2 separate regions of the Hordeum vulgare genome follow, and region 1 is linked to region 2. The links are chromatin contacts, called in public Hi-C maps. All regions are on one chromosome and are shown on one strand. Each heading gives the region's core, a stretch centred on a gene start, on an enhancer-like site or on the middle of the called end of the contact. The rest is flanking DNA. Distances are from core to core; before and after follow the strand shown. Region 1 holds the start of LOC123401801 (RINT1-like protein MAG2). Region 2 holds the start of LOC123401423 (F-box/kelch-repeat protein At1g74510-like).

What was found. Hi-C and Micro-C count contacts between places; a contact is called where the count stands out from the background.
Region 1: a contact with region 2 is called in a Hi-C map of seedling, with 2.6 times the contacts expected there. The contact joins the promoter of LOC123401801 here to the promoter of LOC123401423 in region 2. A contact is called at or near these places in 2 of 6 Hi-C or Micro-C datasets (leaf and seedling).

The regions. Positions count from the first base shown.
Region 1 is chr6H:504,023,575-504,027,332 of MorexV3_pseudomolecules_assembly, reverse strand. It overlaps LOC123401801 (RINT1-like protein MAG2), which reads right to left and starts at 1,646. Exons shown (of 4, transcript XM_045095649.1): 1 at 1,216-1,646; 2 at 1,012-1,116. The coding sequence starts at 1,507.
Region 2 is chr6H:503,805,524-503,809,252 of MorexV3_pseudomolecules_assembly, reverse strand. LOC123401423 (F-box/kelch-repeat protein At1g74510-like) reads right to left here and starts at 1,257. Exons shown (of 2, transcript XM_045095221.1): 1 at 858-1,257.

The DNA.
Region 1 (3,758 bases), core at 397-2,896, 220 kb before region 2:
ATAATCAATACTGCAAAAGTTAAAATGCCCGTCAGACATTTGATGACGTTGGTGTGACAGGGATTTTTTTATTTCTGCAACAAGCCTCTTGTTGCCAAGGGAACGAGCGCACAACACTACGTTTGTTGCAACGGGGCAAGAGCAAAGATTTTTTTTCTATAACAGAGATCTTGTTTCTGAAACATAGGCCTTGTTTCAGAAAAAAAAAACGGTTCGGCAAGAGCGCAACAAGGCTTGTGTTGCAAAGCGCCGAGCGCAACACAAGCCTTGTTGCAAAGGTTGATGCACGCTCACTCAAAGAAGATCAAACGGTTGTCGAGCTCACGATCCTACGGCTACCAAGGCGGCGGATGTTTTCGAAACATCACCTGGCGGATGCGTAGCAGCCCCCAAAGAATATTGGCTGGCATAAGGATTGACGACGATAGGAAAACATACAAAATGTTTTGGTTTTGACACTCATATCAGTGGAAGATCCCTCATAATGCAATTACAGACAGGACTAATAGCTAACTGTAGCGCGTGAATAAAGAAATCAGCAACTAAAGGGACACAATAATGGAATGCCCCCACAAGTTTCTAGTTAACTACAGGGACAGAAGGCAACTCATAGATCCACATTATCAAGATGAGGCTCACTTACAAGAGCTGCCAGATCCATGTCATAATTGAGGGGCAGAACAGTTATCATCATCCATCCTAGCTGTACTGAGCTAGATCTGTACCAGCCAAACTTAACTATTAACCTAACCAAACAGCCGATTTGCCACATAAAACCACTCTGCTACTGCACAGGCACTAAGTCCCATCACACCAAGGACTTGAACGACATATTTAGTAAATGAGCCGATGGTCTCAACTCATGAATCATAACACATTATGCCTAAAAAACATAACCATCATAAGAGGAAAATAGACAGCATAGCAGATTGTCAATATAGTGTTTATCGTTCAAAATTTAAGCCAGAGCATAGCACAAAGATTAAAAGCATCATCTTCAGATATACTCACCAGCGTAATCTCTAACCATGTCCACTCTCGCCACGTCGGTGGCCAGGGGAGGGAGTTGTTCGAACAGCATCTTCTCGCTCCCAGCCTCCACATCTTCTCTAACCCCTAGAAAACCCCGAGAAATAGAATTACAGCTTTGCAGCGGCACACGTCAACTTGAGAAGCTCAAAATTCGGTAATTCCATGAGCATTTGCTTAAGATACCCGTCTTGTCGGTGGAGGCCTTGAGGGCGGTGACGCCACCGCGCACGCTGCGGAGGGCGGAGCCAGCGGCCTCGAGGGAAGAGGAGTACCCGGCGGCCGCATCCGCGAGGCGTGCAGACAGTTCGGCGACCGAGGACTCGAGCTCCGCGCAGCGCCCGCGGATCTCGGCCTCGACGTCGGCGGCCGCCGCGAGGTCGGTCGGGGAGCGAAAGCGGACGTCGAGGAAGCGCCGGAGCTCAGGGGTGATGTTCGGGGGTCTATGGAGCAGCGGCGACGGAGCCGCCGCTTCCATGGCGCGAACGGATCCCACGGCTTAGGGTTTGGATCGCGGGGAGGAGTGGAGATGGGGGGGAGCGGGGAGGAAGACGACCGGCGAAGGCAGACAGAGTGGTAATACTCCACAGCCCCTTTTTCTCTTCCAGGCCGGAGAACTGTAATCTTGGGCGTCGATTTGAGCGGGTAAGAGCATCTGCAACTCCGATGTCCCAAACCGTCTCAAACATTTGTGCGGACGGCCATAACTTACTGCTCATAAAAATGCGACTTAGGCAAATGTCTCAAACGGATCGCAAAAATTCAAATTAAATGACGCATCTCATATTCAGCTTAAATCTAGGACGGATATTGAGGCAACCGGATGTGTTAGACGGGATTATCCTACCACAAATTGCACCAAATAGGTCAAATCCATTTGCTCTCTTCTCTCTCCTTCCTCCTCCGCGGTTTTGTCTCGCAACTCCACCACCGTGTGTGTTCCGCGGTCGTTTCGAGCCTCTGCACCGACAGCATCAGCACATCACTCCTCTCTCCCATCTTCGTAGTCGGGGACATCGGCGGCGGCCCAAACGCCACCGTGGTATGTCCGGCAACTCTCGGGTTGCCCCTTGCGTTTTATGTGTTCGACGCGTTGTCCGACCCGGTTTCTTGCAAATTTTTGAGGGATAACGATGAATTTCAATGATTCGGCAAACAAGAAGTATGGACAGTCGGAGCTTAATCAAATGATTCAAGATTAGTTCTTCAAGTCATCGAATTCAAATGAAGAAGTGGACATGATCATGCTCATGAGCATGCAGGAGGAAATGAGTCTGCTCCACCTATTCTCAACTTCAAGAGCTCAATCAACGAAATAAGAGTGGTCAATCGGGATAGGGTCTTCAAAGCACGGCTACTGCAGAAGAACTACTTTGTTCCGGACCCAATTTTTTGAATGATCCATGGTTTTGTTGCCCTTTTTACTTGCGGAAATCATTGTTTTTGCGCATTCTGAAGGGAGTCGAGTTTTAGGATAACTACTTCAAAGCTCACAAGGGTTTGTTGTGGCCAACTTTATTCTCTATGCTAAGCATAAATGCACAACCATTATGAGGATGCTTGCATTTGATACTGGATACTGTCGCAGATGTTGTTGGTGAGATGGTCCGAATGGAGGACAACACATGTCTGAAGACAAATGCCAAGCTAGCCCGCGAAGTCGTGCAGGTTTTTGAAGCAAAGTATATGAGAGAACCAAATGTGCAGGATAAAAAAATTATTGTCTATCGGGGAAGCTAGATGGTTTCTAGAAATGCTCGCATTAATTGATTGTATGCATTGGCAAAGAAAGAACTATCCTAAAGATTTGCGAGGAATGTATCAAGGTCACATCAAAGAGGTCACCATCATACTAGAAGTAATGGCATCACGTGACTTATGGATTTGAGATGTTTTTTTTTTGAATGTCGGGTTCTCACAACTACATCAACATGCTTCAATGGTCTCCGGTTTTGAGGAGGCTTTGTAATGGGGCATCGTTGTCGTGCAACTACACTCTCAACAACCATGACTACAACATGGGATGCTATCTTGGCGATGACATCTATCCTGAGTGGACGGTGTTTGTGAAGACCATATTGGAACCTAACGGTAGGAAACAAAACCACTTTGCAACAATGCAGGAAGCAGCTAGAAAGGATGTAGAGAAGGATTCGGAGTGCTTCAAGATTGTTGAAGAATTGTCCGTGGAGCTGCAATGATGTGAGAATCACAAACATTGTGGCAGCTGATGACTCGTTGTGTTATTTTGCACAACATGATTTGTCGAGGATGGGGATGATGGTGTTTCCCAAACCAATAATTTTGAAGCGCGTGGAGAATAAGTTCAAATCCCAAAAGATCAAGATGTAAATCTGTGACAGCCCGCGACCGACGCTCCAGAAGATTTATCGCATCATGCGCATCATCTGCATTGCATCGGCACTCCGTCGCCGCCAGTTTTCAAAACTTGCATCCCTTAGTAGTTGCCGGTTCTCTCCGTTTTCGTCGTTGATCGTTTTGAGACCTACCACACACGCACGTGCTCGCTGCATTGATAAAATATTGTTTCTAAAAGTGCGTATAAAATATTCTCGGGCTGGGTTGAAACTTGGCGCGGTCTTAATATAGTGTAGGTAGACTACATGTCAACTTTCGTCCCAATCGGAGTCCGTTTGATACCCGAACGGTCGACCGTAGCTGCACCGTCTTCGGTTTATCGACGGACGGCTTTCCGGTGTTTTAAAAAT
Region 2 (3,729 bases), core at 8-2,507:
AGGATTTTATTTATTTTTATCAAGAAAAGGCTCGAGCTCGTAACCCGCAAATATCTAAAATGGACCCCCTTCAACAGATATAGGCAAATATGTGGAACGGTTCCAGTCTTACACAAAAGAAATATAATTTGAAAACTAGTAAAGCACCGGTCCTCGGAAAATTGGCAAAATCCGAACACAAAAGGCCCCATCTATTCACCCTGAAACCACTCTACGATACCAACAGAGAGAAGGACAAACCAAATCTAGAAAATCATGCTTGGAAATAAATTACATCTGGGCTAACACCCACACGTCATATCTATTTGTGGGCTTGTTGCAGCTGAACGAACCATAAGAAATGGTATTCCAAGTTGGTCCTAATAAGTACGAGTAGATAAACAGATATGCACACCTTGTGGATCATTGGTGAATTCATTTAATAGCGTCTACCAATTTGGTACAGCGGCAAGGAAGCGAGCACATGCAAAATTATCGGTTCGACAGGGATATCCATAGCCTACAAGGGTAGTATTGGGCAGTTAACAAGATCTAGTAGTCGAGCAGCAAAAGCGCGCTGGGTTATTAAAAACTAACGCCAACTGTAAATAGCACTATCGCAAATCTGATCGGTTTTGTCGCCACCGATGTCGTCGATCCACTGAAACCCCGCTTTAGGCAGCACTAACCAATGGCCGCTAATCCGACCGGCCACTCGTCACCGGCCATTACGAGGAACACAAAACCGTGAAGAAACAATCGACGGAGAGGAAAATACAACCACCGTATTTGCGGCAACAAACAGTAACGAACAATAAGGGCTGGGCAGAAAGCCGCAGTACGCCGGCGGCGCCTGGCGGGGAAAGCGGGAATCGCACCTCAGGCCGTGGCCATCGCCGACGCGCTTGGCTGGCCCCCGGCGCCGCCGTGAGTCGCCGACGCGGCGGCAGCGGGCTGGCGGAAGGCGGACGCCGGCGAGAACGGGCGCTGCCCGCACCCGGCCCCTCGGACGGCGGCGGGATCGGGGCGGAGGAGGGGGTTGGATGCGACGGGATTGGCGGCCGCCACAGGTCCACCGGGCGGGGCGGGGCAGGGCAGGCGGGTGGGATGCGGCTGGAGGAGAGGGGGGTGGGGGTTGGGGTAGGGCGGAGAGGGGGAGAAAAAACAGCGATGCGGAGGAGTAGTTATGGGCGAGACGCGGTGCGGGGGCGGGGGCGAGGCGAGGGGCGCCGTTATACGGAACCGAACGGAACGGGACGGGACGGGGGTTGCGGTGCGGTGCGGTGCGTGAGGAGAGGAGGATGGGAGGGGGAGGGGCCGCGACTTTTATATTTACGCGCGGTCGGGGCGGGCCGGGCCGGGCCGGGCCGGCGGCGGGGCGTCTCGTCCCAGCCCCGACCCGGGCTTTCTTCCTCGGCGTCGGCAGGCGCGGATGATTGATTGGGCGACGGACGGACGGACGAGACGTGCGTGCGTCTCACGTGGAAAAGGGCGGGGGGAAACGGAGCCGGATCGGTGGAGCTTTGCAGTTTTTCTATTCTTTCTGTTGGGCGGGCGGCGACGGGCTTGGACGTGGGCCGCGGGTCTCCGTCACGCCAGTCGCCAGGACGCGGTAACCGGAGCGAGCGAGGAGCGCCCCATTCCGTAATAATTACCACCGGCCGAAACCGGAACATTTCGATCGTTTACATTCTTTCTTTTTATGCCGGCCGTGGGCTTATTACGCAGCACGAGCTGAAACCTTGGTTTTCCTCGTCGTCGCCGCCGCCGCTGGCCTGCTGGCTGCTGCGCAGGAGGAAGGACGGCACGCATGGCCAGGATGATACTCAAGGACGCACGCACGCAGGGGGCCTCTGACGGTTGTTGGACGTAGTACCCTGAGCCTGACTGTAGCTGGATCCAGGCCGCCCTTCTTTTCCCTCCATCCCCTCTCTCTCTCTCTTAAAAAAATACGAGTAATTGCTTGTCCTTCTCTTTGGGACTGACGAGGCTCCTGATTGCACAGCCGCGGCTTATTTTAGCGCCCAACGACGTCGCGGTCGTTTTCTGCGCGTAAACTCTGAGCTGTGCCCATTGGAACGGCCCCCTACTTTCTCTCCTTGCTCTCCACTTCACCGCTTCACTTTTCTAAAAATTTATTAGTCTGGACGGCAACGGTTCCGGTCAATTGCTCCACCGATCGGTTCAACGGGCCGGCGGCGTATCTGCGTACGCGCGTAGGCGGACGCCCAACGCCGTGCTGTTTTTCTAATCCAATCATCGGTAGGAAATACGGGTCCAGTCGGCATTTTGTTGGATGCAATCTAATCGGCTCGTTTTTTTTTTTTTTTGAGGATTGAATCGTCTCATTGTTAGGGTATAAATAAGTTGGTAGAACTTTAGGTATTGCCGCCCGTACACGTGCGTACAGAGTAGGGGTACAGCCAGTGTTTTGTTGCCGACCGTCATGTGAAACGACCGAACTGGCACGCACGTACGTGTGCAACCCTGCCAATCCCCTTCTGACCGAATTGCTCGTGGTCGCGCGTTGAAAACGGTAGTAACTGCTAATGGCGTTGATCACTACAAGCGGTCGCACGTGAGAGTAAAATACACACGTAGAAAACGCGGCTACAAGTAGTAACGTAAATGCTTTAGTCACTACAGATGGTGGTATTTGCCGCCTCTTTCGATTTGACAGAAGCCCATACCCGCTTTCAAAAGCGGGTTCGGCGCCTACGTACGTGTGCAGTTTGCATACGCTACGTACTGCCCGGTTGACTGACGCGTCGGACATACGCTACGTGCGAGAGTAGCTGAAAGTGGTCATTTCAGTATTTCACTGGCCTGTCTTGTAACAGTAACGGGACTGGATCAAACCCCTTGCATGCACGTCAAACGTCCATCCCTCGGTAAGCCGGGGCGGCCGGCACGTGTCGCCGTGTCAGGAACTGCAAGCCTTTGCGAGTTGCAACGGCCGGCGTTGTCGTGAAGGAACAGAGCGGTGCACGTCTACCTGGTCTTTTCAGCTACGGTTCAGTCCCTGGTCCAAGCACGTCTCTTTGGACGTAGATCGATCGTCCTCCATCTCCGCTCGCCGCCGGTTCTCCAATCTTTCTGCTCCTTGACAGGGACGCTTCTTCCTTTACTGTGAGTGAAAGCTAACGTCGATGGTTCTTTCCCGCGAGAAGGAAAAGAGAAGACATGGATAATTGGAATATAATTCCGGAGTTTGCAGTGGCAGCCGGTAGTTATAGCAACTCCAACAGTCCGATCTAAATAGACGACGATTTTGACCGTCTTTTATCCGTTTGGATCGATCAGGCGGACACGAACGTTCACTTTCACATTTGGGTCGACGCATGCGTCCAACGCTGACCCGATCCATTTTAACGACGCGAGAAAAAAAATGCATCCATAATTAAAATAAAAACAACATTAATTGAACAGTAAATCCAACCACGAAGGTCGGCAAGAGTCCACGCGTCCATATTTGCATTTAAGAAAATTAAAAACAAACTAAACTATGAGGCGGTGCGCTGCCCTAGACGTTGTCGTTGTCGTCCTCGGGGTCCGTAAGGTCGATGAGCGTCGGCGCAGGGCCGGCCCACATGAACGCCGTGTTCCAGAGGGCGTTCATGTCGGGCGCGGGCTGTGTCGCCGCGGCTTCACGCTGCTCCTCCTCGGCGTCGCGCTCGAGCATCTCGAGGTACTCGCCGTGGCGGCACTCCTCGGCCAGTCGTCGTTCGCGCCAATGTTCGAGGTACGCCG